3 separate regions of the Gossypium hirsutum genome follow, and regions 2 and 3 are each linked to region 1. The links are chromatin contacts, called in public Hi-C maps. All regions are on one chromosome and are shown on one strand. The core of a region is the stretch at or near the end of the contact, and the rest is flanking DNA. Distances in the headings are between cores, read along the strand shown.

The links. A called contact is a pair of places that touch in the nucleus more often than the background predicts.
Region 2: a Hi-C map of leaf shows a contact between it and region 1, with 4 times the contacts expected there. The contact joins the promoter of LOC107903827 here to the enhancer-like site in region 1. A contact is called at or near these places in 2 of 34 Hi-C or Micro-C datasets (both in leaf).
Region 3: a contact with region 1 is called in a Hi-C map of leaf, with 2.1 times the contacts expected there. The contact joins the promoter of LOC107939081 here to the enhancer-like site in region 1. A contact is called at or near these places in 3 of 34 Hi-C or Micro-C datasets (all in leaf).

The regions. Positions count from the first base shown.
Region 1 is chrA13:79,576,968-79,579,984 of Gossypium_hirsutum_v2.1, forward strand. It overlaps the pseudogene LOC107893623. Among protein-coding and RNA genes, the nearest start is that of LOC121212881, 15 kb to the left of the region's middle. Within about 2 kb of position 1,599, at least 4 of the 9 cell types and tissues checked have an H3K27ac peak or open chromatin away from gene starts, as enhancers often do. A contact at or near this core is called in leaf, where this site is marked.
Region 2 is chrA13:79,973,201-79,976,217 of Gossypium_hirsutum_v2.1, forward strand. It overlaps LOC107903827 (protein SUPPRESSOR OF QUENCHING 1, chloroplastic), which reads left to right and starts at 1,572. Exons shown (of 28, transcript XM_016829998.2): 1 at 1,572-2,153; 2 at 2,428-2,528; 3 at 2,657-2,713; 4 at 2,795-2,889. The coding sequence starts at 1,808.
Region 3 is chrA13:79,207,472-79,210,488 of Gossypium_hirsutum_v2.1, forward strand. LOC107939081 (calreticulin) reads right to left here and starts at 1,493. Exons shown (of 13, transcript XM_016872364.2): 1 at 1,334-1,493; 2 at 320-620; 3 at 1-232. The coding sequence starts at 1,433.

The DNA of each region.
Region 1 (3,017 bases), core at 349-2,848:
AATAAATAAATAAAACTGTATTTTTTTTTCAACATTGTCTACTCTGAAATAGTATTGCTTTGAGAACTTTTAAGATTCCTCCTGACAATTATATCCTTAAAAAAAGCATTATAAAACAACATACTAAATTATTTATTATATTAGTTAAATGCACTCAATTCCTAGAACAACGAAATCAAAAGAGTCCACACTCAAAATTCCTATAGGAAAGTTTCTAATAATAATCACAAGAAGTAGTTAGTTGTAAATCATTGGACTACCTGCTTTACCAAACCTACCCCTTTCATATCTAATATCTAAGCTGGTGGCATATATTGATTTCATTGCAACTTGCATTTGTAAAATAGATGATGCCTCTACTATATATGGCTGAGGGTTCATACTAACTTCTTTCCCTCCTTTTAATGGAATAAAAGGCTTACGATAAGTTGTAATAAGTGCAAAGCTATTGAGAACAGTTCTACTATTCTTTTTAAGTATTTTAGTTTGCTCTATAGTTTCAATGTCATATAAGTTAAAAAGAGGTTAATGTTTATGATATTACTCATTAACAAAGTTTGTTATGCCTCATTCGGGTTAGACATGTGATACTTTCAGAAGGCACTAGGTGGATGTTTGAAGATTGTTCTTCATCTCATGTTCGTTGAGCTGTTTTCAACTATTTAAGCTCACTGACTAAGCACTCGTCATGAGACCACCTATTAATAAAGAGAACATCCTCTTTCATTAAGCTTCCCACTTATCATGATTTGGTCACTCTCTTTTCAATATGAACATTTCTTCAAATATAAATACTCTCTTTAGAGACCATTAAAGCCTATCTAAGTATAATAATTTTGTACTCCTCAAAAGGAATAACAAAATAAGTAATGCCACACACCTCCCTCATATACTCCATGATGGTAACTAACTTATCACATCACTAGATAAGAAAGTTTTGTTATAAATACTCCAAGACAGAAGGAAAAATAGATCTTCTTCCTCTTTAGCAATCTTGACCGCCTATTCACTACACTCCTTTTCATGCCTTCACAACATCCTTCCTTCTCCTCTTATTTCTTTTCAATTTTCCGTTTGTTTAAGTGAATTGACTCCTTTGTACCATCAACATCTCCTCTTTTGTCTCCATCAATCAAAATAAAAGAATATAAGCAAGCATGCCTTTTTCTTTTATTTGAATATTATGTTATGTATCCTCTGTGGATAGGTATTTCTAAGCATAAGAAAGTTCTATGAAACTCTAAAAATTTATCATCCCTTTTCAAAATTAGGATTTCTTTGAGACATGGAGTACACTGACTACAATAAAAGCAAAATTCAAAGAATGATGAAAGGGGAACAGCTCTTTTTTCATTGGTTTTCAATTTTCAAACACAGCTAGAAGAAAAGTAGTTGTTGGTAATTGGGATTGCAAGTACTTTGGAACTGGATGTTGTCTGCTTGATTTTCCTTTGTTTTTTTTATTTGAATTTTGAGTTTTGGGGGTCTTCCAGTTTCTGTCACGAAGGCAAAGACATTTTTCACTTTTACCACTAAGCAAACATACATAGATTAGAAAATCTGACACCCCATCACGTGATGTTGCTTATACTCTCTCTCTTTCTCTACGTACATGTATAGCTCTGTATCTTTCTCTCTCTTTTTCATGCGCCTTTCCTTGAGCCACGCCGTTTTGCTCCCCCCGCTGTTTGCATTGGTTTTCTTTCACTCTCTTCTACGATTCTTGCTCCTGCAGATCTGCCACCCACTGCAGGGGAAGCTCTCTTTTGCTCTTCATCCCATTATTAATACCTTCCAAGTAGGGTCTTTAATTTATGTTTATGTGGTAAATTTTATTACATCTCTTTTTATTTTCTGGGCTGGTGGTATATTGGCCTCTGTATTTTGTTTTGGACATTGTGGTTTTTCCCTTTTTCCAAAAAATAAAAATAAAAATAACAAGCCTTATTACGTTGTTTTAGGTACAAATAGTTCACCATTGTTCTTGTCTGACCTTAAAATTTATTCTTTTGTTAATTTATGATTCGTTCTTTCATCCGTTCTTTCTTTTCTTCTCCTTTTTAGGAAAAGGGGTGCATTAAATTTGCTATCTTTGTATGGTGGAAGTTTTGGTTCATTATTTGGAGAACAAAGATAAGATAGTTTTAGGTTTGTTCACTGTTCTTCTAATCTAAACTTGTCCTTTGCGCATGCACAGAAATGGGGATCATCTCTAGGAAAATCTTCCCAGCTTGTGAAAGCATGTGTGTGTGCTGTCCTGCTTTGAGGTCAAGATCTCGACAACCTGTTAAGCGTTACAAGAAATTATTGTCTGAAATATTCCCCAAGTCTCCTGTGAGTATCCACTCTTTTCTTTTTCTTCTTTTTGGATTATACATTTTGGTAATGGTGGTCTTGGTGAAACTACAGAGGAAGTCTTTGTACATATTTGGGTTTTTGGTGATGGCTATTTAAGTTAGCTTGATTCTGAGTACTTTAATTTTTAATGTGGGCGTATCAATAAGGAATATTTGATCCTGCAATATGCCAATAATGTCTGCTAGAGTTTTTCTTTTTGAATCGGCGCTAGGTTGTTGCTGTGATTGTGGCTATTCAGTTGGTTACTCGGACTCACATGTGAGTGTCGGATACAAGTATGTGTCCTGTAAGGATATGTTCAATTTTGACATAAGTTTTTCATGTATTTGGAGATTCATATCCTACACTCATATTCATGCAAAATGAAGAGTTGAGCTACATAGCTGCCTAGAGTTCTCGGCTTTGACTCTAATGCCATTTGAGTACTGTAATTTCACATTAATAGAATAAAAATACACTCCTCTATAGTTGGTTCCTTTATGTTGTTTTATACTTTAAGAGAAAAAAAGTTATCCTTTGGTTGGATCTTGGAAGAAACTGGAGATTAAGCAAAATTGTTAGATGCGGTTAATTATTCAGTTGGTGCATTTCTGAAGAGTCATTGTTCATTTTGCATTGCATCCACTTTTTGATAAGCTAGGATTCTAAACTTAATGCCT
Region 2 (3,017 bases), core at 322-2,821, 400 kb after region 1:
AGTTGTCATAAGCTTAACACGTTACTTTCCAATACGTAGGTAAAGATTAGACTTGAAGTTCTAAAGTGGAGGATCGACATCAACTATGATATGTCCATAGGTAAAGTTAATTTGTGAATATAAGCCTTTTGTTGAACTTAATTGTAGAACTTGAAACTCTTTGTTAACATTATAAACTTAGCCTTTTTGAATGAGTTTATGATGAATTATGTGTTCTTGAGATTGGAATTGAACTTATATGAATGGAATGTTGATTGAATTGGTAGAAATTTGATATTTGAATAGGGTTATAGGTGATGAAATTTGAAGAAATGGAAAAATTTTAAAAATAGAATGCACGTCACGACATCAAGATTACCACGTCTCGATGACATAAGTCAATATGTGACGTCGCAGCATCGAGGGTTCCACGTTGTTGTGTTTGACTATTAAAAGAGCTATTAGAAGCTCGTATAAAATTTAGACATGTGTTTGAATTATATTAGAAATGTTTAATGACCCCAATAACTTGAATGAATTGATGAAATGAATTTAATTTAATTATCATTGCTTCAACAACAAATGTAGCCTTTTGATATCTTGACCCGACGATCGGGTCAAGTATGGGGGAGTTATAAAAAAAATGTCATACTCTAGTACTAAATGATATATTATTAAGTCATAAAGAAATAAAAATAAAATATTGTGATATATTATTTTATTAATAAAAATATAATTTGAAATAACTATAAATTATTTTTAATTATTTCATAAATATTATAAACTAATATCATTATAAAGAACAAAAGAGAATAGTAGAAAAAAGAAAGAATAATTCAACTTCCACTTGGATAAAATAATTCCATATGGATGGTTCTTCTAAGACATCTAAATACATGTTTAATTTCATACAATGTCTCTGTGTTTGAGAAGAATTTAAATTTTGTTAACAAGTTCACTATGAATGTTATATCAGGTCGTGTGTTGTTTCAAGATACACTAATGCCTTATAAGTCTATAACTTTTAAATATGGTACTTCATGACCAAAAAATTCTTCATCATTTTCATCAAGACGAAATGAGTCTTTATTCCCATATAGTGATTTTACAACTATTGAGGTATTCAATGAATATGATTTATCCAAGTAAAATTTCTTTAAGATTTTTTTTATATAAGTTGACTGATGGATATGAATTTCATCATTTAAATACTCAATGTATAGGCCGAAACAAAATTTTGTTTTTATAATATCTTTCATCTCAATTTTTTTAAAATTAATTTTTTATATTTTAAAAATAATATTTAAATCCTCAAGGTAAACAACAATTATCTTTTATTTATATATATATATTATATTAAAAGAAGAAAAATTAAAAATTAATTATTTTTCTATTGAAAAGAGATAAAATTAGGTGTAACCATAATTTCATACAATACTTCCTTTTATATTAACGGTGAGGAAACACTTATTATGGAGTATTTACCAAATTTTACTCCAATTATCATTATCTATTTTTAGTGGGCCCCTGTCACTAGTTTAATGTCACTAAGACCCATACAAATGCATTGGATAAAGCACCAATTATTGGCAACCAAATAAATAATCAGCAGAAGACGAAGCTTCATCTCCACCACTACTTATAGTATAAACACCATCCAACCATTTTCAGTGCACTACAAGGACAACTAGCCCAACAAATCAAAGGTCTGTTTTAATTACATCAAGGATGATTTAGTCCACCAAAAAAAACCCAAACAATTTAATCCTGAAAAGCTCCTTTCCAGGAGCCAGTTACCGCCACTCAAACAGAAAACTGAGTTTGTGCTATGGCCGTGAGACTATTGTCAACTCCAACTGCTCTATCTGATCCAACAAAGCTCTCCTTCTTCTCATCACCCAAACCCATCTCAACAGCAACCTCCTTCTTTCAATGGAGATCCAAGTGCAGAATTTTTACAAGGAAAATGGTGGTAAAGGCATGTGTTAAGGTGGAAGAAAAGAATGTGAAAGAAACTAGTAAACAAGAGTGGGGCAAGGTGACAGCTGTACTTTTTGACATGGATGGAGTGTTGTGCAATAGTGAGAACCCTTCTAGAAAGGCTGCTGTTGATGTTTTTGCAGAGATGGGTGTCCAAGTCATTGCGGAGGACTTTGCTCCTTTCACTGGAATGGGTAAAATTTTAGTTTGATCCCTTGATATTTATTTTAAGTTTCTCCTGTTATGGATAGTCTTCCATAAATTTGAGTGATTCGGAAAAGTATGAATTTTGAGGAATGTAGGTGATTAATTGTATGGTGCTGATTAAGAAGTAAATGTGTTTCAAAGAGTTCTTCATAAATATGTAAATCTGCGACAAATAGTTCTTCTGATTTATTGTCAATTAATTTTGATGTCATGAAGAGCTGTTAACTTTACCTGCATATTTCTACTTCACTGATATACCAGGTGAAGCAAACTTTTTAGGAGGCGTTGCTTCTGTTAAGGGTGTTAAAGAATTTAACACTGAGGCAGCAAAAAAGAGATTCTTTGAGATATATCTTGATAAGGTAATCAGCACTTAGTTTTTATATGGAGAGTTATTCTTTCTTCTTATGAAAGGACAATCATACAATGCCCATTTTTAGTGTTTTTCAGTGAACAAATTTTCACACAAAAAGTTCTTTCCTTCTTGTAGTATGCAAAACCTAATTCTGGAATAGGATTTCCAGGTGCTTTTGAGCTCATTAATGAGGTACGTAAGCCAATTGTCACTGGAGAGATAATGATGTCACCTCAGGTTTATGATCATATGATGGAATATTCTGTGTGACAGTGTAAAAACAAAGGCCTAAAAGTGGCTGTTGCATCCAGTGCTGATCGTGTCAAGGTAGATGCTAACTTAGCTGCTGCTGGATTGCCCTTATCAATGTAAGCCAACTGCCAACCTAATATAGTTGTTTGGATGAATATATTGGTTGTATATTTACATTTTTAGCTTTGCAGCATCAATCTGTTTTTTTTTTTTCTTGTTCTTATTATGGTTCTAGCCTTTATAT
Region 3 (3,017 bases), core at 243-2,742, 370 kb before region 1:
TCTCTTCGGTGGGAGAAGATCCCAATCAGTGTACAAGCTACCAGTTCGTTTCCCAACATTATCAATAAGAATTTTGTAAGTAGCATCCGGATGCAGAATAAATGTGTAAACATGAGTAAGTTGGTCAGTCTCACATGGAACTTCCTTTTTCATCAAGTGGTTTGTCCCCTTGTAATGAAGAATAGCATGTACTTTCTTTGTGCTTCCACAGATATCAGGCCCAAACATAATGCTGCACCCAACCAACATTACAAAAAAATCAGTAAATCTGCAATAAAATCTTTTAGAGATACCAAGAGGTTAGATCATAAAGTAAAACCTGTATGGGGTGTCACCACCAAAATTCTTCTGGTCAATGTCACCACTGAGTAGTTTCATGTAACCACCACCACAGTCAAGCTGCTGCTCATGCTTGACAGAAAATTGGAAGACTAGAGTCTTGCCCTTGTTGTTAACTTCTGGGAACTTAGCCGAAATAGCATAGAACCTGTAGTCTTCACTAGTTTGAATACCTTTGTCATTAAGATTCCCACTCCATTTTCCAGAAGTGTAATTCCATTCCCCAGCCATGTTGTCATCTTTCTTCCAGTCAGATTTTACCCACCGACTTTCCCATCCATCTTTGGTTTAAAAACAATAGAAATGCAAAATCAGCCAGAAAAAGAAAAGGTCAAATTCTTCTGTTTGAAAACAGTGAAACGTACAATAAAAACATAAGCAGCTTCTCGTTTGTTAAAGGGAAAGCAAAATTTTAGTAACGCAGCCATGCATAGTACGTTAAGTAGTAGGAACACATTAGCTAGACTCTGATATCTACCCTGATTTAAAAGACCATAACATCTAATTAATTTTGCTAAGAACTAGTGTTTTCATTCTCAAGATATATCAAATAACAAAAAAATAACATAAACTAAAGCAGAATGATAATATTAATCATCATTTCATCCAATTATCCTCTACAGTTACAGAACAATTGAAACACAATACACAAATTCACACCCATTTCTCAAAGAATTCAAACACATTTCTAATAATTTATATATTTTTATAATTAGAGCCTTTTATGGAATCATATTACGTGTAGATCTACTCGACTCACTACATCTTTTAAACGAAATTAATCATTCGAGTAAAGGAACCATCGAAAACAGCCAGATCACCTACTTAACATTTAAAAATCACCGATCCATTCATTTACGTCAAGTTAAAATATCAAAACCTCTTAAATAAAAAAAAAGATTCAAACAAAAAAAAACAATCTAAAACGTTAAGATTCAATGCATGTAGATTGAGTATTAGAAAGCGGGGGGAAAATGAGTGAGAAAGAGTTTACCATCGAAACGCTCTTCGAAGAATACTTCAGCAGAGGCAATGACGAAGAAAGAGACAAGAATTAGAGAGATAAAATTAGGGATCCGTTTAGGAATCGCCATAGCTGAACTCCACGGAGCGAGAATGTAGAACTGCAGTGCACTGATAGTCTGATGGGTTGTTTTGGTACCGTTTATATAATACTCGTTGCGTTTCAATGGTTTTCTTCCTTTTTACTTTTTACTTTTTACGGCCCAGTTAAAACGAGGTATTATTATTTTCTGTAAATATGACGTGGACTGAAGTTAATGACTGAAGCCAATGGCTTGATGACATGTCATTCACAGGTGTCACTAAGTTGACGTGGCAAAAATTTATTGGCTAGGAATTTCACGTGACACGTAGGAGGATTTTGCCTTGTTAGGCTAGGAGTACGTTACGTCTCATTTCAGCGGAATTGTGTTACATGTGGCAAGCAGGCAATGATCCACAGAACTGTAGAGGCCGTCCACCTAGACGTTGGTTTGAGGCGTAGCAGCAGATTATTTACGTCTCTTAATTGGTCTCGTATTAGCGGTTGGGTTTCAGTTTTATCATCCCGAAACTTCCATTAAAATTTATGGCATCTATTGGTAAAAGAAAATTTGTAAATTTGTTTAGATATTTACGTTTTAGATAGATACTAAATGTGAATTTGAGTCTAGTAATATGAGAAAATAGCATAGAACTGTAATATAATATTTATTATGCATAAAAATCTTTTTTTTTTTAAAAAAACTTTCATCTCAAATCGATGTTTGAAAAATTAAATCTTAAATATTTTACTTGATATTTAAAAAATATTTTTATACAATATCTAAAAATTATTTATATCATAATTTAGTTCTTATTAACCTAATATTTTATATTTTTAAATGAAATTTAAATATAATAATGTAAATATATTATTTTTATAAAAGTAAAAAGAAAATTTATTTTAAATATAAGTTTTGATACTTATTTTATAAATTTCGATACGTTGCTTCTTTTGAAAGTTTTGTTAGATATCTTTAGAAGTTATCGGTACTTATAAATATAAAATTGATTTAAAAAGGTTTACAACATTTTGAAAGTTTATAATGTTAGGGCCCTTAGAAACATGATTATATGTTTTATAACATCTGAAAATATTTTAGATATTATCAAATTAAAATTTACAAATTTGATTAATGAAATTTAAGAATTATTTTAATATATCAAAACTAAAATAATTCTATCATTAGATATTCATTGAAAAATTCAATAGAGTAGTTAAATTTAAAATTTTTATTTGATTAATTTAAATTTAAATATAATTTAATTCAAGTTGACTATAAAAAATAAAAATCCAAATTTAAAAATTATTCTAACTCAAAATAACTAAAATAGGTAAAGTAATCCAACATTACTTGAACCAAGGAAAATCCAATTTTAAAATCTCAACCAACAAATTTCAATAAAAAAATTAATAATAACTTAAAAAATATAAAATTCTCAAAATTAAGTGGGGGTTTGATAAATTAAAATTCTAAATGTTAAAAAATTAAGCATTGAATTTGATAAGTGTTAAATTTATATTAAAAAATTATTTGATAAATTAGTAAATATAAGTACGGAATATAAATTATATTGATTGATAAAAGTAAATATTGATCTTTAAAATTTTATTTATTTATTTCTTAATTTTA